2 separate regions of the Triticum aestivum genome follow, and region 1 is linked to region 2. Evidence: chromatin contacts called from public Hi-C data. All regions are on one chromosome and are shown on one strand. The core of a region is the stretch at or near the end of the contact, and the rest is flanking DNA. Distances in the headings are between cores, read along the strand shown.

Region 1 (6,322 bases), core at 2,799-5,298, 150 kb after region 2:
GTAATTATGGGATAATTAATTTAGAAATCTCAACAGATTTAGGAAGCGACTTATTTTTAAAGCTGGGGAGAGATGGCTTATTTTTCAAGTCACCCAAAAGACTGACCCTAAATCAGCCTTCCCAAACCTACATTCCCACCTCGACGATGCAGAGATCGCCGCTTGCATGGAAGGGTGCTCCACAGTCCTCGTCATACAATTAGAAACATTTTTCTTCTTCAGATTTCTTTGTTTGGATGTATAGGTTTATAGAATCTTCAGAAAAGGGTGTTGATATGTCTTTGATGAGTACAAAAAACTAAAAACCAGGGACGTGATCTATGTATCTAGAAATTCCCATGTAATAAATGTTTTCATATATGTACACGAACAAGTGTGGATGATACGTGTAATGCAACATGCACCGGTATGGTTCTTCGTGATCATGAGGGTGATGTTATTTTCAGTGCTTGTTAACATCTTCTTCATTGCCATGATGCACTAGAATCTGAATTATCTGCGATTAAAGAAGGATTATCTCTGGCATTAAAATGGAGTCAATGACCAATACTAGTAATTGAGTCAGATTGTTTGGAGGCTGTTAATTTAGTTTGTAAGGGAGATATGGACAGATCAGGAAACAATACTATTGTTCGTGAAATCAGGCAACTTATGGAATAATGAAATTCTTGTATTACTCACATTACTCAAAATATCATAAACCATTTGTTGGCATCTTATGATAGGAGCTCTGGCCGCACTATGGTTTGGCTTGGTTCAAGCCCTCATGAGGTTGTCACACAATCTACTTTTGATAGCGATGCTACGTGAGTAATATAAGTATTTTCCCGCACAGAAAGAGAGTCAAAATATATGGGTATGAAAATAGCAAATAGTTAATTGCTAGTGATGCAGCTCACAAACTAAAATACTACCCCCCCCCCCCTTAATCCATATTAATTGTCGCTGATTTAGTATAATTTTGTACCTCTTCGTTTTTACTTACTTCACATATTAGCTTTGTCTCAAGTCAAATTTTATAAACTTTGATCAAGTTTACAAAAACAAAAACATTGACAGTACCAAATAAATACCATTAGATTATCATTGAATACATTTTCATATCATATATATTTGTTATCGTGAAAGTGTAGATTGTTTTCTATAAACTTGATCAATCCTTTTTAAACTTTGACTTAAGTCAAAGCTAACATGCTGAGTAAACAAAAGCGAATAAAGTGCTAAATCAGCGAGATTAATATGGATCGGAGGAGTGTCTCCTAATAAAATTTACAAACATTTTAAAAGGCAGTGAGGAAATAAAAACGTACTATCTGTTGGCAGCTGGCTGCTTTTGACACATGGACAGCGTGGATATGCATGGGCATATGAAATGCGTACGTGGCATGCAGTTCCGATTGCCTTGTCAACCCATGAATGCATAGTCGACAAACAAACCCCTTTCCGCAATGATACGACGATTGATGGTACGTGTCAAACCTGACGGCGACGGCGGTGAAAAAGCTGCGCGCAGCACGGCCGCACCAACCAAGCCGCAGTTACCACACGCACCTAAGTTCAACCAATCTGCAGTTTAACTAATAACTGCTCCGGCCGGCCGGTTATCAAGTTCAAAGGCCTCGTTCAATGCCGTGCGCGTACTCGTACTGCACACTGATCCTAGCTAGCTGCGACGTCGATCCACCAACGCGCGATATGATGTTAGGGCGATGAGTCATTCAGCAATAATAATAATAATAATAATGATATTAGGGTGATTGCATTTGCATGCATGAAGCATGATTCATATCCGTCCACGCAAAATATATAATACTCGGACGCACCAGCTGTTCGATCCGTTTGTCGGTTGTTCTCCGGTGCAAGATGTCAACCGTGATCTTGATGACGACGATCATTCAACGCCTCGGCTCAGAGTTAGTATTTCCGTACATATAAGCGATTTCATGCGCAGTTCATTCATAATCTTGTATTAGCAGACTGTAAGGCTGTTACTTTGGAATAAAACTTAATTCAAACCAGCAAAAAAGAAGTACCATGGGATTATTTTCTCATTTCAGTACTCCTAAGTCCAACAGACAGCGCGCAAGATCTTTCTCTTAGAGCACCTACAGTCAAACCTCTCAAAATCCGCCTCATACACCTGGACAGGCTGCCCGGTCACGTTTTTTCAACCGAGACAGACGCCTCAAACGGGCATCAAACGCTCTGTCTGACCGGCACCCCATATCCAGCCCAAATATGGGGGTGCCCGGGCACGCCCGTCACGTCGGACATGGCCCATGCTGACTCACCCAACCCCACTTATATTCGTCCCCATCCTCTCGTAGGAGCAAACCCTAGCCACTTCACTCCACTCCCTCCACTTTCCTCCGCCACCCGAACTTACCTCCGTTGGTTTCTGGCCTTCTCCGTCATGGCAGGCAGCGGATCAGACTCCGACCAGTTCGGATCAGTCGACTGGGGTGTCGTCCCGTGTGGGTTGGAGGAGTCAATGCCAGTCCGCATTGCACTGCGCCGCTCCCGGGAGGACAGCGCCCGGCCGACGGACAGATCCGTCCGCCGTGACGCCATAGCGTCGGCTCACTAGGCGCTCGGGTCCTCTGGTGCTGGATCCTCGCTGTCCCGGCTGAAACACCTCTCCTTCCCCATCATCGGTCGGGCAGAGTATGAGTCCTACCGGGAACGGGCGGCCCATCGTGGGGAGGAGGGCCGCCGAGGCCCGTATCGTGGCGGAGGCAGCTGATGCGGAGAAAGCCATCCGCACCCGTATTGTGAAGAATCGGCAGCGGATCAACATGTGCGTCGTTGCCCAAGAGCAGAATCAGGCGGTCCGTGCCATGGCCAAACTGCCATCAAAGGAGGAGAAGGAGGACAGCTCCAGCGACGAGCAGACCCGGCTCGATCTGTACTGCGTCTTCGACCGATACTTTCACGAGAAGGATGACAAGGGCGCCGGGAAGGGCAATGGCAGCCGTGGATGAAGTCCACCATAACCAAACATGCCAAATTTTGGTAATATGATGACATGTTTAGCGTAGTGTAATGGAGTAGTCAGATGATGCGTGTGCGTCGACATAGTTATATGAGTTTATCTGGATTTGAAATATGGTAATTAAGGTGTCCAGGTGTGGATTGCATTTTTCGAAAAGTGCTCGGCGTTTGAAGGGCCGAATTTATCAAGTCCGGCTGCAGATGCTCTGGGTCCCTTTTACCTCGACCACCCAGCTGGACCAATGGGTGGTTGTACGTGATCGACCGCACAAGCTTCCTCCAACTGTATTGCGTACTACAGCATACACATGTCGTCACTGCAATAATGCATGCGTACGCGTAGAACAAGATACGGACGGAGGTCGACCGATCGATCATCGACGGAGCGCGCAGAGACGCAAGAGGACGTACTACGATGATGAGTGGCACATCGCATTGGGTCGCCAATAAGCATCGGCCTCCAATAACCATGAACGCGGCGGTACGAACTCCACAGCCTACCGCGCTAGACCAACTGATCAAGCTATAGTTAGCTAGGGTGGTACCGTTCGTGCGTATTGCGCGTACGCGTGCATGCGTCCGTGCAATTACGCGAACCTGCTGCTGCATGCTGCAGCCAGCCAGCCAGGCAGGCGAGCGAGCGAGGAAGAAAGGTGGCCGGCCAGGTCACTCTGATACCTATCTGATCCCGCAGCCCACCTACCCGGGCAGGCCCACTGGCAGCGCGGGCCCGTGGAAACTTAGCTGGCCGGCCCCACCCCCGCTGAGCGGAGCTCCATGCCCCGATCCGGTCGCTCGCACGTGCGGCCCGTGCCGGCCCACTGACGCCCGGACCCGCCGAATGTGGATCGCGTGTCAGCGGCCTCCGGTCCCACGCGTCAGCGGGGCATCCGTGGTACCCGCCAAGCGCGCACCGCTGCCTCCCTCCGTGGACGCGGGTTCAGTAGGAATACGCCTTCTACAGTTGCGTTGCGGGTTTGGCTCGTACTGTACTGTACAGTACCGCTCGTACTGTAGCGTCGTCTCTCCGATTTATAAGCGGGGAGGCGGGGTGGGCTCTGCCCGGTTCAGCTGCGCAGTCGGGAGAGTAAATAAGGACATCCCAGCCAACGAAAGCTCCCACTCCCCCTCCGCCATTACTCCCTGCTCCGATGGCCTCGCCGCCGCAGCCGCAGGTGGACGTGGACCTCGGCAAGCTGAGCTACGAGATCTTCTCCTTCCTCGAGAGCAAGTTCTTGTACGGTGGTGGCGCTAGCGGGGGCGGGGTGTGCTCGCTGCCGGGCACGCCGGGGCGAGGGCCGGTCGGCGGTGGGGGCGCGAGGGTGCGGGTGCTGGCCATTGACGGCTGCGGCCCGGGCCCCGGGGACGCGCTGCTGGCAGCTGCCGCGCTGGCTAGGCTCGAGGCCGCGCTGCGGGCCAAGGCCGGGGACCCCGACGCCCGGGTCGCCGACTTCTTCGACGCCGCCGCGGGGGCGGGAGCGGGCGGCGTGCTCGCGGCGATGCTGTTTGTGAGAGGTGTTGACGGCAGGCCGAAGTATACGGCCGCGGACGCGTTGGCGTTCGTGGCGGCGAGCCTCGGGAAGGGCGGGTGGGGCGGCGGCGGCGGCGGGTGGCGCGGGAGGTGGGCCGCGCTGTTCCGGCGCGGGGAGAGGTCGTCGGACAAGTCGTCGTTATCGGCGTCGTCGTCTTCGTCATCGCTCCGCCGGGTGTTCGGCGACGCGACGCTGAGGGACACGGTGGCGCCGCTGCTGGTGCCGTGCTACGACCTGGCCACGGGCGCGCCGTTCCTCTTCTCCCGCGCCGACGCCGTCGAGAGCGACAGCTTCGACTTCCGCCTCCGCGACGTCTGCGCGGCCACCTGCGCCGGAGGCTCGGCCGCGACCGCGGTCCGCTCCGTGAACGGCCTTACGGCCATCGCCGCGGCGTCGGGCGGCGTGGCAGCGATGGGCAACCCGGCCGCGGCGGCCATCACCCACGTCCTGCACAACAAGCAGGAGTTCCCCCTCGCCGCCGGCGTCGACGACCTCCTCGTCGTCTCCATCGGCTCCGGGTCCTCCTCCGGCGGCACCGCCTCGGGCTCCGCCACCCCGTCCGCCGGGTGGCGCACGCCGATCCCCCCGCGCTCCCCGTCCCCCGCCGAGATGGTCCGCCTCACCGCCGAAGGCGTCGCCGACATGGTCGACCAGGCCGTGGCCATGGCATTCGGCCACACCTGCGGCCGCAACTACGTCCGCATCCAGGTCAGCCAAGCCACAGAGCTTCATCCCGTCCCCCCATTCTTGCCGTCTCCCTTGTTTCAAACACTAACAGCGACGAGTTACTGGTTCCAGGCGGCGGCGCCGGCGCACTCGATCAAGGCGCTCCGGTCGCTGGAGGCGCGGAAGGTGGTGGCGATCGCGGACGGGATGCTGACGCAGCGGAACGTGGAGGCGGAGCTGTTCCGGGGGCGCCGGCTGTCCGAGAAGTCCAACCGGGAGAAGCTGGACGCGTTCGCGACGGAGCTGGTGAAGGAGCACGACCGCCGGCGAGACTCGCCCCCAGGGCTCCTCCCCAACGTGGCCATCAAGCAGGTGTCGCCGACGCCGCCGCGGCTGTCCTCGGCCACCACGTCCTCCGCCGCGACCACGGGCACCACCGGCAGGACCGCGTCCACCATGCCGTCGCCGGCGTCGACGCAGGACTCAGGGCACTGACACGACACGGATCAAGAGCCGATCATGCATGCGACGTGGACGGGTCACCCTCCTTCCCCAGTTTTGTACATTTGCCCGCTTATGCAACAGAGGAGTCGAAATGCTTCTACGAGTACTAAAGTTTATTTATTTATCCTCTGCTCTCCTCTGTTCTGCTCCCTCCACGAGTCGCCGACATGTGGGGCACGATGAAAAACCCCTATGAAGTCAAGCTGATTCTATTATACTCCGTAGCTCACATCACAACTGTCCGTCCACTTTGTCGAGTGGCATTCGAAAAGCAGTTCACCGCGAAATACTATACTATACTGCCCAAAATTGAAATCGAATGAGCAGCGAATACGATGTGTCAATGTGTAAAGCAGAAAGGAGATGCCATCCCTTTGAAAAAGCGGTTTTCTTTCTTCCCGTTTTCCCTCGCGGGCAGGTTGAATTGAAGCCGACGCGGATCGGATTAGCCCTAATTGCCCATCTGTTCTGATGCTGACAGACGGCTAATAAATAGTACTACTAGTAGCTTGATCGATTGCAATGTGCAGTTAATCACACGGCAAATGCATGATTAGGGAGCATGCATCATGCATGTTGCTGAACATGGTCTCCTCTTCTTCTCGTTTCCTGATTGTGTGGCGTGCGGT
Region 2 (5,981 bases), core at 2,759-5,258:
CTTCCCTCCATCCAAAAATAATTTATCCCTGGGTATTATATCATCCAGCCAGATTTTTTTTCTAGATATGTTATCAATGTTTGAACTAGCCAGTTTTGAATTTAGATAGTTCCTACAAGCTGTTATGAACAAATTTTTGCAGCAGTTGGAAGGTCAAAGCATATACCTGAGAGCACCAATCATCTGGATATTTGTTCGGGTTATTTCAGATTTTGCCCTTTTATTTTTCAGCAATTGGACAACCTCCGACGTTGCCTTGGCTAATAGATCATCCGACAAACATGGAGCAAGCGATGCTGCAACATAAAACGACACATTAGTCACTGTAAATTAACTAAGATTGTTCAATCATTTGCAAGCATTAACAATCAAAATAATTGCAATATTCATTCAGGCGTACCTATGCACGTAACTGACTTTTTTCTGACACTTGCTTGAGTGGAGCTCAGCTGGGTTAAAAGTGCAGTGAGCATAAACGCATGATCTTTTGTGATCACGTTGCCGAATCTATGAAGCACGTCACCTAATATGTCAAGACATTCACATTTAATTTCAGCACTCTTTCCCTGTCAACAAAAGAAGAAATGTATCAAGACAATTGCATTTAATTTTAAAAACAAACTGATGAGCCATGAAACAAGTAAAAACAAGTCCCAAACAAGTTGGGGTAGGCTTTATGTTACAAACCCTTGAGACCTAGAAATGTATTTACAAGTTTCATTTTCATAACCATATGGCAGTCTGTCGTACAATTATACTTCCAGATAAAGGAACAAGAGGCAACATATAAAGGTAAGAAGAAATGAATGTAAACCAAATGCTACCAAACAGCCCTAATTAAAGGATATATTAAACATTCACAAATAAATTCTGCAAACTGTGTACGTAATTTATTGCTAATTTTCCAGCTAATACTTAACTTAATATTGCATTACCTTTTCTGTGGAACATCTAAATAATAAAACTTAAGGGGCCTACAGATAACCCAAGGGAAATTCTGGCAAACACGAAACAGACTAAAAAACTTACACTGGTGACACCACTGATTAGCTGCGGGGAAAGAGAAACTAAAATCTTTTCAGAAAGTGATGCCGTAGTAACTTCCACAATGATTGTCTTCAGAGCTATACTGGCAATATCACGATGCTGCTCCTTTCCATTGAGTAATTTATCACAAAGCTTGTCAGTCATCTCCACTACTCTATCCTCGCTTACCTTCTTAACAAGTGGAGCCAAGCTAACCAACAAAAGAATAAGAGTAAATGTAGTGAACGGATGTAGGGGAAACAATCGGTAATCAAATTTCTCTGAAAAAAGTAACCCCGCAGATCCAATAATTGATGCATAAGAAAACAGAACAAACTTTAAAAATGAATAAGCAATCTTGAAGACAAAAGGAGGTATGATGCCATCTTAAAAGATAAAATAGCAGGCTAAACACATCTGACAGGTACAACAACATAGCGAGTAGCATAATCAGAATATTCCCAAATTCTAGCAGGACAGAGGGGATAATCAACAATAACAAGATCTTAACATGCAAAATCCTTACTTCCCCAATCCCACACCATGCAAGCATGGTAAGACATCAAGAACACAAACAATGGATTAAATAAGAAAGTATTTTAAAGGAAAGGTACCATTTCACAGCTAAACCAGAAACATCTCCTGAAGCATCTTCCAGTTGTTGAAGAACAATATTAGTCAACTTTGATTCAAGGTCTTGGTCTGCTTTGAAACTCTCTTTGTTCAACTCACTAAGCAGATCTGAGGTGGCCATATATCTGTAGTCTTTATCTTTCCCTGTCATCTGAAAGCACATACAAGGAACAAAAATGTTACCGAGCAAAAACTGAGGATTCCTTATCAACAAATGTAAATTGGTGCAATAGATACCTTCTCCAAGATGCCGGTTATGTTCATATTCGCCATTGCACCAAACCTGTGTTCAAGTCCTCTTCACGAAGATATTTGGTAGTCTAAGAAGCAAATTAAGCAATGAGAAATGTTCAACAGCCTAATAGCATATGTGTTGCTAAGTGCATAGATTTAAAAACTGTGCCAAACCAAACAGAATCGGTGGTGGATGCATTCTGGTGGGAGTAGGACAAGTACGCTAGATGGAGAAAAAACAAGCAGAAAAATATTTAAACAATCTAATGTGGAGATCGAACACCTGACGGCTTGCTTCACACCTATGTGCCTACCACATGCGCTACGTGTATGTTGTGTTATTAATGAAAATATATTAATTACTTATTCGCACTACTGTGGATAGAAGTCAAAATGTCTGCAAAATAGGCAAAGAGGGGATTCAAAACAAATGACATTTGTAGTTGCGTGCAGCCAAACTACAAATGTCATTCATAAGTACGATTTGATGTTCAGCTGGTGTAATGCATACAAGTAACAGATAAAAGTGGTAGGAGACCCTAAACCATGGCAAAATTGATTTCATTTTCCTATTGAGAAGAATGTTTTTAACTCCAGAGCCATGCTTGACAGAAAAGAAAGCATTCTACATCATGTTACTGTTTTCACCCGAAACAACTAACTAAACTAATTTGTAAACAAGATTAAAAAAAGGCATAAATCTATACTTCGAGCAATTTAATACTTTGAACAGGACAAATAAGAACGGCATTAACACTTGTTCATTTATATATACTTCTAACACCAGCAACAAGCCAAAATTAGCAAAATATGAACTCCCATGTGCAATTACAGACATCGCATACACCATATGCACATACTCCGTGCTAAACATGAGCACACAACACTGGCGTGATTAATATAGTACTCACACCTAAAGTTAGTACAAAGTCGAGTCACTTATTTTGGGACGGAGGAAGTAACAGATGAAACTTCAAACCAAAATCGCTCACACCAAGTGGTTTCCCCAACTCGATACATGACAAACAACCATAATAAAAGTTAAAGCCATTAGAGAGCAATGACGTGTCGCACAGGCCACGGTTCAGCATTAACCATGCCGATCCGTACCATCGGCCCCAACACCCAGACCACTTCAGCGTCGAACAGAGCAAAACACCAAGCCTAAGCTTAACCCAGTAATCCTGCGCCAAGCGCACCAGGAGACAGAACAGCAGCGGTTCAATTATGCACCTATTATATATAATTACATTCATATATAGGAACCAAGCCCGTTAAACACCATCATTTAAGATAAACATCACGTGAGTCTCTATAACAAACTAATAAAGAAAGGTATGGCCTCAGATTTAGTATCACATGATATATATAAACATCATTTGTGTCAGATTTAGCATGGTGTCAAATGTAGACATCATTTGCATCAATTTTAGCATGGCATCAATTAAATAGTCCAAGGTGTCACCAGATCACCCTTCCCCAGACCCTGCGCAAGCGGGAGCTACATGCACTGGGGCTGCCCTTTTTAAGGTGTCACCAGATCAACCCTATTAGCAGTTTCCAGATCATAATAACTTCAGAGTAAGAAAACCAAACCAAAAACAGTGCCCACGCAGGGGATTAGGATGTTGGGGAACGGGAGCTTGACCTCCACAGCCGGCAATGCTGTGCAGCTAACAGGGGAGGGGGTGGATAGGAGGAGGAGGAGGGGGAGGGCGACGGGAGAAGGATGGGGGGCAGGGCGGCAGAGCAGTCCCTGCTCTCCCGTGCGCAAGGGGAGGAGGCGCTGAACCTTCGCAGCGACGCTGAAGCGCGCCCGCGACGAGTCGGCGAGATCCACAGGGCGTCGAGCGTCGCACGAGAGAGAGCGAGGGGTGAGGGGAGCGGCGGAAGATGGGAGCGCGAAGCCGACAGGGAGGAGAACCCTACCTCTTCAGCGCAGGCACGGGAGCGCGGGCGGAGGACCCGGCCGATCTGCCGCCCGAGAGCTCCGATCGGAGCAAACCCTCGCCGGAAAAGGCTGGCGCTCGCCGGAGAGGTGGGGATTGGAAGCTGTAGCAGCAGCAGCAGGAGAAACCCTCGCTAAAGCCTGAAAGCCTTTTCCCTTTTATCCCGAGACGTGACTTCCCCCTACCAATTGCGGATGTGTAACGTAAAAAAAACAAAAGAAAGTGGGCCGAGCCTGGAAGTTTAGCTGCTTTCACCTTCACGGCCCAACAAGCACAACTGGAGAACAGCGGTGATATGTATCGCCTGACCGAGAGAGTGCTGGCTATCTCAGAGACGGGGGCCCTCGGATCTTCAAGATCTTTTTCGTCAACGTCTAACGATCATCATAATTTTGCAAGAATAAATTTTCTCTTGTTCTTTTGGCAGTGCCATTAGGTTAGAAAATTTTCTGTCCTCGTAGATCCAATTATTCGGATCTGATGAGTTTTATGTTGCCGTGTCAAGTTTTTTTGTTGGTCTGATTCTTTGTGGAGGTGAACCTTTGCATCGACACCATGGTGAATATATAGTGATTCGACGATCTGCACTTCTAGGGGATCATCCCGGCCCAAATACGTTCATCGATCAAGGCTTCCCATTATTTTTGGATGGGCGACTCAAGGCGCTTTCACAAATCATTATCGGAAATGTTCGTGTGGGTGAAAGAGTGATGAAATCGTTGCTCCAATCCAATTACAGCCTCTTTACCGAAGACTTTGGAGTATTTCTTCGAGCAGAGATTGATATCACGAAGAAGGTGTTTTCAAGAGATTTCATTGTAATTGTTAGTCATAGGAGTTATTTTCTAATTTTTTTATCTTAGGTCCAAATCAATGTACAGGTGTTTCTCAAAAAAATGTACCGGTTCGCTCACCCCTCAAAAAAACAATGCACCAGTTCGCTCACATGTAGTACAAGGCTACGTCAATTAATTCGGATCAAAAATAGTACTTTTTCTCACTTCAAAATAAGGGTTTTCTAGTTTCTATAAATTTTTCCTTTTTTATATACTCCATATTCCAGAAATTTGTATATATATGTAAAGGTTTAAAAACATTTGTTAAATTTAAAATATTCACTAATTTGAAAATGTTTTAAGAATTTTTTAAAAATAAGAATTTGATAAATATTTCCGAATTCAAACACATTGATAAATTTTAAACAATTCACAAACGTGAGAAATGTCATGCATCCGGGAAATGTTTGTGAACTTAAAAAAAGTTGATGAACTTAAAATTTACCCAAATTTTAAAAATGTTCACGAGTTGAAAAAATGCTCATGCATGTGAAAAATGTTCATGGATTATAAAAAAATGTTCATAAATTTGTAAAAAAATGTGTTAGGAATTTGAGAAAAATTGTAAAAAAATTTAAAAAATATTCACAAACTTGAAAAGACGTCCATAGATTTGAAAAATACTACATGATAACTGGCGCATTGCTACAATAATATTGTTAAAAAGAAATGCATAAATAGGTGTTACATAAACAACTAAAACTAATAAAAGTGAAATGTAAGAGTATTTCTTGATATATGCTTTAAAAACATTAACAAAGTTCGTATAACAAAAGCATGTATAAAAGAGAGAGAGAAAATAGATTGCAACTAAAAGAATGTCATTTAAAAAAAATGGAAGATCAACTATATACGTATCCCCCAAACACCCAACACATATATCGTGTCCATGAGAGCACAAAACTTAACTAATAACTTTCATGCATGAACATGTGGTATGACATAGCAGTGCCACATGCACATACTAATGCAAGAAAATGTAACGTATAACTTACATGCCTGGCTTATTGATATGGCATAACTGTATGTATGAAAAATAGATAGTGTTTGTAACTATTTAGCAATAGAGAAAGAGAGTATCACTTCTAGAAAAGTGAAGGATCAACTTCATATGTATGCTCCTAGCGACCAATGCATATACCATGCATATGAGAGCATAAAACCTAATGCAAAAAAATAACTAGTGACATACATGCATAAACTAATGATGTGGTAGTGTTGCATGGATATGCTAATGCAAAAAAAAAAATAACTTGCATGCATGACATGATGTGTGACATGGTTGCATGCTAGAAAAATATGT

The links. A called contact is a pair of places that touch in the nucleus more often than the background predicts.
Region 1: a contact with region 2 is called in a Hi-C map of leaf, with 2.1 times the contacts expected there. The contact joins the promoter of LOC123106522 here to the promoter of LOC123102213 in region 2. A contact is called at or near these places in 2 of 5 Hi-C or Micro-C datasets (both in leaf).

The regions. Positions count from the first base shown.
Region 1 is chr5A:44,103,337-44,109,658 of IWGSC CS RefSeq v2.1, forward strand. It overlaps LOC123106522 (patatin-like protein 3), which reads left to right and starts at 4,049. Exons shown (of 2, transcript XM_044528664.1): 1 at 4,049-5,231; 2 at 5,322-5,922. The coding sequence starts at 4,143. The coding sequence ends at 5,684.
Region 2 is chr5A:43,956,690-43,962,670 of IWGSC CS RefSeq v2.1, forward strand. It overlaps LOC123102213 (cullin-associated NEDD8-dissociated protein 1), which reads right to left and starts at 4,009. Exons shown (of 29, transcript XM_044523515.1): 1 at 3,823-4,009; 2 at 1,897-1,979; 3 at 1,641-1,810; 4 at 1,030-1,237; 5 at 401-566; 6 at 167-296. The coding sequence starts at 1,932.